3 separate regions of the Mus musculus genome follow, and regions 2 and 3 are each linked to region 1. Evidence: chromatin contacts called from public Hi-C and HiChIP or PLAC-seq data. All regions are on one chromosome and are shown on one strand. The core of a region is the stretch at or near the end of the contact, and the rest is flanking DNA. Distances in the headings are between cores, read along the strand shown. Region 1 overlaps Srgap2 (SLIT-ROBO Rho GTPase activating protein 2). Region 2 has its middle 15 kb from the start of Avpr1b. Region 3 overlaps Srgap2 (SLIT-ROBO Rho GTPase activating protein 2).

Region 1 (2,626 bases), core at 83-2,582:
AACTCTTATTTGTCTTTATATGGCTAGTGCCTAATGCCAGGGTCAAATAGACAAACAGTATCAGGGGACTATTAGCTGACACTGATTCAAGGGAACAGGTGCTGAATTTCAATTTGAAACAGCCCTGCAACCAGCTGCTGCACCAAGTCAAGAAGACATCTTCAGAGATAATACAGAAGCATAAAACCTCTGGAGTAAAGATAGCCCCAGAGTGTCTCACTATCTCTCTCCCCGCCCTCTCTCATGTTACTGTTTCTTTGACTCTTCATGGCCAATCCATGTGGCTTCCCTGTCTCCATATATACTCTTTCCTGTAGGGGCTTCCTGGGTTTTCCAGACACTGCCTCTCTGTACAATTGAGGCAGACAATCAATCCAAGAGTTCTTTAGGAAGTACTGCACTCTGACTTCAAAGGCATTCCTACAACATGAGAAAGAAAATGAAAACCACTTTACTATGGCTTACAAGCTAGCCAGCTCATTGTGATGGAGAGGGGGATAATGGACCAGCATACATATGTGCAAGAATCTCTGGGATTGCTCTCTGGGAGAACAGCTGTGGGAAACTCCCCCTGGCACATAATGCTAACTCAGGGAAATCAAAGCCCCTTCAGGCAGAAGAAGAAGGTGCAGAGGAATAGCTGGCTACTTATCATGGGGTTCTGGATCTCTTGTTCAAAGGCATCTTTATTTAGAGCTACCTGGGCTCTGCCTCTTGGCTCATCAAAGTTTAAAAGTACTTAGATGATCAACCCTTGAGTAATTGGTTCCCTCAAAAGAAGTATTCATGGGTGTTAGGGGCAACTGCAAGAAGACCACTGAAAAATACAGTGGTCTTCATCTCTTCTTTCAATGACCCACAAATCACACATGATTTCTTTCTTTCTTTTCTTCTCTTCTCTTCTCTCCTTCCTTCCTTCCTTCCTTCCTTCCTTCCTTCCTTCCTTCCTTCCTTTCTTTCTTTCTTTCTTTCTTTCTTTCTTTCTTTCTTTCTTTCTTTCTTTCTTTCTTTCCCCCCCTCCCCCTTGAGACAGGGTTTCTCTGTGTAGCCCTGGCTGTCCTGGAAATCACTCTGTAGACCAGGCTGGCCTCAAACTCAGAAATCTGCCTGGCTCTGCCTCTCAATTGCTGAGATTAAAGGTGTGCACCACCAATGCCTGGCCACATATGATTTCTACTGCTGACAGGATCAGTGAAAGCAGTTCTTTCCTGTTTTCTTAAATAGAGCAAATAGGGAAATGCTCTTTAGAAGAAACTCTCCGTATTTCTTCCTAATGCCCAAAGAGTATATATATGGCAAATAGCTTTCCAAAGCTAGCAGCACATGGTAGTATCAAGTTCCTGCTTGAGGAAGCCACTATCTCATGTAGGGTGACTAACATCCTGCTCTCCTCAAGACTACCAATTCAGCACTAAAAATATGTCCTAGGAAACTGTTTAAGAGAAGGTTTCACTGTGTCACCCTGGCTGGCCTGGAACTCACGATGTTTAAGAGAAGGTTTCACTGTGTCACCCTGGCTGGTCTGGAACTCACGATGTTTAAGAGAAGGTTTCACTGTGTCACCCTGGCTGGCCTGGAACTCACGATGTTTAAGAGAAGGTTTCACTGTGTCACACTGGCTGGCCTGGAACTCACGATGTTTAAGAGAAGGTTTCACTGTGTCACACTGGCTGGCCTGGAACTCACGATGTAGAACAGACTGACTTTGAACTCAACCTGCCTCTGCTTCTCAAGTATTGAATAAAATGTGGCTCTCTCTCTCTTCATGAGCACTAGGCTAATCAGCAAAAAGGATATATAGTCACCCAAATCTCAGACCAGTCCTAAGATATTCTCACCCTACATAAACAACAACTTTTAATTCTAGTCTGTAACTTTCCTAATAATCTATACAGAATCTTCAAATTTATTTGGTCCTTCAAATTTATATAGTCTCATATTTTGAAAATATGAATTCCTCAATCATTGTCAGCCATATGGCATACAGGTATCAGAGCATGTCACTTGCTGCTGCTTCTGGGGAATTGCTGGGTGGAAAACAACAAACTTCCCACCAACTTTTATCATCATGCTGACTTGCAGTGCATGACTTCCAAGTGCATGCATCTAGTAGTCAGAGCAGGACAGATTCTCAGGTGTCTAATTTAGCAGTCTAGGCTCAGCACACCCGTGCTTTTGGAGCTTGATAACTATTGCGGCAAATTGTTCTGTACATTGTAGGATCCTCCAGTCACGACAACTAAAAACATCAGCAGACACTGACACACATTCTACTTTGTAGGAATGGGGGAGGCCACCATGTATAAGGCTCAGTGTACCAGAGTCTGTTCTGTCCTCTCTGGAAGTTCCTGGTGTCTTCTGTTTTTCTTTTTCCATTTAGATGTAAATAGCTAAGCCTTATTTGGGACTTGATGAATCTTAAGTATAATAATTCACCTCAAAGCAGGGAGCAGCACACGCACTGATTCTGCATGTGGATGCTAGGCTTTATGCTCTCTATTAACTATGGGCTCATGGTGGCCACAGAAGCCATCGCCAATACTGGTCTGAAGACTAAGCATAGAGGTCTCAGGGCTGGGAGATGGCTGAGTAGAGAGGCCTAATGACCTGAGTTTGATCCCCAGAT
Region 2 (2,626 bases), core at 74-2,573, 250 kb after region 1:
CATGTGGGATCTGTGGGATGGGAAGGGAACCAAAGCCATTTCTGAGCCCTAACCCCAGGATAAACTGAGTCATGCTGCTCTGTGTGGGAGATATGGATATATGTGGACACACACACATGCATATCCTGTGGATTGTAAAGTTCATTACTCCAGTACCTTAAAATCTACACAGGAAGTCTGAGCCTGCATCCACAGACTCAGCTCCCCAGCAGACTAAGGCTGGAGGCTTCTAAATGCAAGAGCTGCCTCCCGTGCTACAAGGCAAATTCAAGACCAGATTGGATGTTTTAGCAAGACCCTGTCTAAAAAGAAAAAAAGAAGAAAAAAAAAGAAAAGAGCTGGAGGCATAGCTCAGTGCAGAGCAATCCCTTATCAAGCAAACCAAATCCTAGGTTTAACCCCTGACCCTAGTGTTGCAAAAGTAAACAAACCCCAAATGGGTGTAGTGGTAGAACCTGCTTTCAGAAAAACAGTCAGTCAGTGCAGTCTCTCGTGGAAGGGACAGCTGGGGCCCAGATCCCTAAACAAGTACATTCTCCTTGTGCAAGTCACAAGAGAAAGTGCTAGCTCACATAGTGAGAGCCTGCCTTCTAAAATGAAACCAGAAACGGCAGCCCAGGCACGACTAGAACACCAGGTACAGGCAGCCCAGGCAGGAATAGAACACCAGGTACAGGGAGGGAAGAATGGATACGGGTATGTGGGAAGCTGAGCAGGTAATTGTGGAGATTCCTTGGGATGGATTTTTAAGTTATTAAAACCAGCTATTGATTTTCCAGGTGGCTATCTTGTGTTTTGTATGTAAATATGTCTTTGGTCTACCAAGTGACTATTAACACAGCCCAGGCTGCCACAGTTCTCTTCTGGGTCCAGAACCTCAAAGTCCTGGTTGAAATGAACCAATATGACTCTTTAATACCTAGGGTCATTCTGGCCATATTTATTTCTTATGAGCACTGACAATGGGCTTCACAATATACAATTAAAACATGATTTTTTTTTTTTCTAAGCAAGCAGCTCACTGACAAAGTACTGAAGGTAGCCAGGCGGTGGTGGCTCACCCTTTAATCCCAGAACTCAGGAGGCAGAAGCAAGCAGATCTCTGTGAATTCCGGGCCAGCCTGATCTACAGAGCGAGTTCCAGGACAGCCTGGATTACATAGAGAAACGCTGTCTCAAAAAAAAAAAAAAAAAGTCATGAAGGTACCAGGTCTGCAACCACAAGGTGGCAGTGTGGAGCCAGAGTAGCAGGTCCTGAGTGTTGTGTATGTCACCTCCCCACTCCCACACCCAAGCTGGGCTGGGCTGGGCTGGGCTAGGTGCCTAGCCTTACAGTAACTAACTAGATACACTGTGCTCCATTGATATTCCTGGGAGGCCTGTTCTTTTCTGAAGGGCAGTGGATCTGCATGAAAGCGTAGGTGTGTGTTTGGGGAACTGGGAGGAGTAGAGGGAGGGGAAACTGCGGTCCGGATATATTGCATGAGAGGTGAGTATACATGCGCGTGCACGCGCGTGCGCGAGCGAAGGAAAAAAAGAAAAAAAAGAAAAAAAAGAATCAGGTTGGGTTGAAGTCGGGCGATGGTAACATGAGCCCCTAATCCCAGCACTGAGGATGCAGAGGCAGACAAGTTTGAGACCAGCCTGGTCTACAGCCAGGGCTACACAGAGAAACCCTCTCCCAAAATACCATTTAAAAAAAGCAAATAAATAATAATAAGTAAATAAATCAGGTTAAAGCTCCTACTCAGCACCTCACCCCTACTCAGGACAGCCTGAGGCAACTATGAATCCCAGCTGGGTTGGGGGACTGGGAAAGACAGCCTTAAGAGTGTTGGCTTCTCATTGACTTCCTTCTACAGGTCACAAGGTGCATCTGACAAAGACAACATCTAAGAGACTTCTGTTGCTGTGGAAGGGTTACGCGTGGGGAATGTGCTGGAAAAACCGGAGACACATGCAGGACTGTTGGAGGGAGGGAGGGGTCCGGGGACTCCAAAACCAGATGAGGCAGGGTCAGTTTACTGCCTCTCTCTGATCTCGCGGAACCCTGAAATCTATATTGATCCAAGGAGCAGATCCACTAAACACACCTCTCACCCGGTGCGTCCAGCTCACTAGTGGCATGGTGGTGGAATCCTGCTGTAGCTCTGAGGTAGCATTTGCACGCTTGCTCCTTCAGAACAAGCCTTGTTCGACCCCCCCCCCCCCAGATAAGGTGGGCCTTGTTTGCTGACGTTTGTCTTTCCAGACACACAATCAACTGGCTGCTAAAGCACATCCATTTTTCTACATCTTATTATCACACAAGTTGGGGAAATTTTTATCCAGTGCTTCCCCCAGCGGAGGAGACCAAGGGGAACAGCATGATAGCTCCCCAAGGGAACGGATCCTCTAAGTTCATGGGACCATCACAAACAAAAGCTTTTTGATTGCTGGTGGGGTGGCATCTGGTGACTGGAGTTTACAGTCATTCTCTGTGGTCTACAGCCTCGCTTTCCTTGGTGTCAGTTACAGCCAACTGGAGCTGAGAACATTAACCAAAATAGGTACACAAGCTCAACGGTGTGATGAAATCTTGTCCCATCCCACTCCCTCCTGGCTCGGACATGGACATTGTCCAGCA
Region 3 (2,626 bases), core at 66-2,565, 140 kb after region 1:
CAACTCAGTATATAAAAACACTGGTACTTGAAGTTCTCTATTAAAAGACACTAAGATGTCACATACTAATGATAATGTGTATTTGTAAAGATCAAACCTGTGTTAAAAAGAAGAAGGAGGTGGTGGCTTTAATCCCAACAGGAGCCAACAGGAACAGGAGGATCTCTTGAGTTTGAGGACAACATGGTCTATGGAGTGAGTTACAGGACAGCCAAGGCTACAAGAGAAACCCTATCTGGGGGGGGGGGGGGGAAGAGGAGGAAGATTAGATGCAGATTAAAACTATCTCTGGAATAAAAGATGGATGGATTTGTGCTCATACACATGTATGTACACACACATCTAATAGTTATATGCCTTATAACCACAGTTTGGACCACAATGGACTATATATGTCTATTATACTGGAGCTCAACTATTTATGTCTCCTAATGATATTGTGGCCTTTGTATTACCACATAGCTTAACACTTTACTCACATGTTTGTGGTGATGCTGTGTCAACAAACCCACTGCATCGCCAATCATATCCATATAAAAGTACAGCACATATAATTATCCACATATATAATACTTGATAATGACAACAATTATTTTGCTTGTCATCTTCTAAGCTATACTTTTATGTTAGAATATATTATTTATGTAAAAATAAACTTCTTGTAAAACAGCATGTTGTATCACTAGTAGCAGCAGATGCATACATCTATGTGTTTACCACACCTCTTACTTAGCATCAAGAAGTGAATAATTAACCTACACCTACATCTAGGTTTGTCCACCACAGTCACACTATGACAAAAATCAGCCAATGAATGCATTTCTCATTACATGTTCCTATTGTTTCACAGAGACCACTAGAACATCTTTGTTACTGCACAGCCCAGCAAGTGATACATCGTGTCATTCTATCAAAACTTTACTTCCTGCAGGTCTGCAGCTCAGTGTAGATATCTGTCTAGTATGTAAAGGTCCTGAGGTTCAATCCTAGCACCATGGGAGGAAAGGACTTACATTCTTGTCTCTACAACAAATAAATGTAATGACAGAAATAAGAGTGCTTTTGATTGTCTAAAAGAAGAAAAACACAAGTACAAAAACAGAGGCAGAGAGAACAAAGGCTGCTCCATGGAAAGACAGCTTAGGTGCTAAGGGTCAGATCTTCAGGTCCAGGAGACTGACTCTGGGCCATGGTCCTCTATCCTGTGGTCCTCTCCTCACAAGGGCTTTCTTTCAGTAGCTTGTTCTCCATGCCAATCAATCTGCTTAGTCCAAGACCTTTTGACAACCAAAATACTAAGGAGCTCAGGTGTGGCCCAGCCAGGCAGGCCTGTACAGGTTCCCACCACACCCAGGTTGTAGGGTGGTAGAAAATGGAAAGAGCTAAGACTTTAAATGAATTGTTAATGATTTAAGCATTCAGAGTGACAAGCCTGGAAGATAAGACAAAGGGAACCTAAGAACAGTGAAACCAAATCAAGCCAAGAATACATTCGATATGGGGTGACTCCAACATTACATAATCCCTGCAGAAATGAAAGAAGCTGCCCAGAGAGGAACAAAAATGAAAAATCTATCCTAAAGTACTCAAGCCCACTGGCTGCTAGCTAACAAAGTAGTTCACATTTTTCTTTAAACTCTGTGGAGAGGATATGTGACAAGCTGCCTCTGTGGTTGTATCCTGTTGCTCTACAAACACTTACTTGACTCTGGGAATGTGAATGCTCCCTGTAGAAAAATGTTTTACAGTCAACACTAACAAATACCTATTTGAATCTTAACAGTGGGAAGTACAGGCAGGAGGAGCCTACCTTTTATCCTAAGCTATACAGTGAGTACCAAGGTATGCCTGGGATCCTCTGAGAGAATCTGTCTCAAAACCAGGAGCATCTCCAGGAAGTAAAAGTGACTATAAACATTCTATCCTTCCTGGTTTTCCCTCTTCATATATTTTTCTGAGATAGCTTTCTCCCCCAAGAAAGAATTTGGAAATGGTTTCTTACTTAGTCGAAAATGTCATCTTGAAAAGGGGGGAGGGGAAAGGTTCTGAAAAAAATGTACCCTGCTAGGAAGCCACCCAGAAGACATGTGCCTTTCCTTTATATAGTATTTTACAATCAAATTTGATTTTACAAGCCTGAATTTATCAAACTTAGAGGAAAAAAAGTAGTACAACACCAAAATTGACCTGTAAGAAGGACATCTGAGTTCCCATTCTCATTTCTAAAATCAATGGGTTTGATATTCTCAAGGTATTTTGATTTATTACTAAATACAAATGATTATAGGTCATGCTTAAAACTATCAACTCTTGAACTACCAACAGAATACCATAATCACCCTTTAAGTGCCCAACATTGCGAAACACCAGGGACAGGAACAAATGAAGTACGAAATAAATCTTTCCATCTGCACCAAATTTGAAGACAACCTCAATTAATTTACCAATAGGGTACACTGCATAACAACATTATTTGTCAATTTGATGGAGTTCAAACACACTTTGCCATGAAAAGTATGCTATGTGTTTCCTTTCAGTTCTTAAGATGGCAACTCCTAAGACCATACTGCAACTGAAACGCATCAAGTATATGCAAATCAAACACAACACAGAAAACTGATGTAAT

What was found. Hi-C and Micro-C count contacts between places; a contact is called where the count stands out from the background. HiChIP or PLAC-seq counts read pairs in DNA pulled down with a chosen protein or histone mark.
Region 2: an H3K4me3 HiChIP or PLAC-seq map of bone marrow-derived macrophages shows a contact between it and region 1, with 4 times the contacts expected there. The contact joins two enhancer-like sites. A contact is called at or near these places in 5 of 39 promoter capture datasets (the C10 cell line, cranial neural crest, embryonic stem cells and 1 more), 1 of 484 Hi-C or Micro-C datasets (nephron progenitors), 1 of 115 datasets of contacts at active chromatin or transcription factors (bone marrow-derived macrophages) and 1 of 9 other capture datasets (adipose tissue).
Region 3: a Hi-C map of bone marrow-derived macrophages shows a contact between it and region 1, with 38 read pairs. The contact joins two enhancer-like sites. A contact is called at or near these places in 4 of 39 promoter capture datasets (the C10 cell line, the HPC-7 cell line, cranial neural crest and 1 more), 1 of 15 datasets of contacts at CTCF or cohesin (large pre-B cells), 3 of 484 Hi-C or Micro-C datasets (bone marrow-derived macrophages, cerebellum and cochlea), 5 of 115 datasets of contacts at active chromatin or transcription factors (CD8 T cells, the HPC-7 cell line, embryonic basal ganglia and 2 more) and 3 of 9 other capture datasets (adipose tissue, liver and pancreatic islet).

Annotation. Positions count from the first base shown.
Region 1 is chr1:131,359,654-131,362,279 of GRCm38.p6, forward strand. All of the region lies in intron 5 of Srgap2 (SLIT-ROBO Rho GTPase activating protein 2), which reads right to left. All of the region lies in intron 3 of Gm51644 (a long non-coding RNA gene), which reads left to right. Among named protein-coding and RNA genes, the nearest start is that of Ikbke, 81 kb to the left of the region's middle. Within about 2 kb of position 1,333, at least 13 of the 459 cell types and tissues checked have an H3K27ac peak or open chromatin away from gene starts, as enhancers often do. A contact at or near this core is called in bone marrow-derived macrophages and liver, where this site is marked.
Region 2 is chr1:131,612,303-131,614,928 of GRCm38.p6, forward strand. No RefSeq gene overlaps it. Among named protein-coding and RNA genes, the nearest start is that of Avpr1b, 15 kb to the left of the region's middle. Within about 2 kb of position 1,324, at least 53 of the 459 cell types and tissues checked have an H3K27ac peak or open chromatin away from gene starts, as enhancers often do. A contact at or near this core is called in bone marrow-derived macrophages and liver, where this site is marked.
Region 3 is chr1:131,500,261-131,502,886 of GRCm38.p6, forward strand. All of the region lies in intron 2 of Srgap2 (SLIT-ROBO Rho GTPase activating protein 2), which reads right to left. Among named protein-coding and RNA genes, the nearest start is that of Srgap2, 26 kb to the right of the region's middle. Within about 2 kb of position 1,316, at least 20 of the 459 cell types and tissues checked have an H3K27ac peak or open chromatin away from gene starts, as enhancers often do. A contact at or near this core is called in bone marrow-derived macrophages, where this site is marked.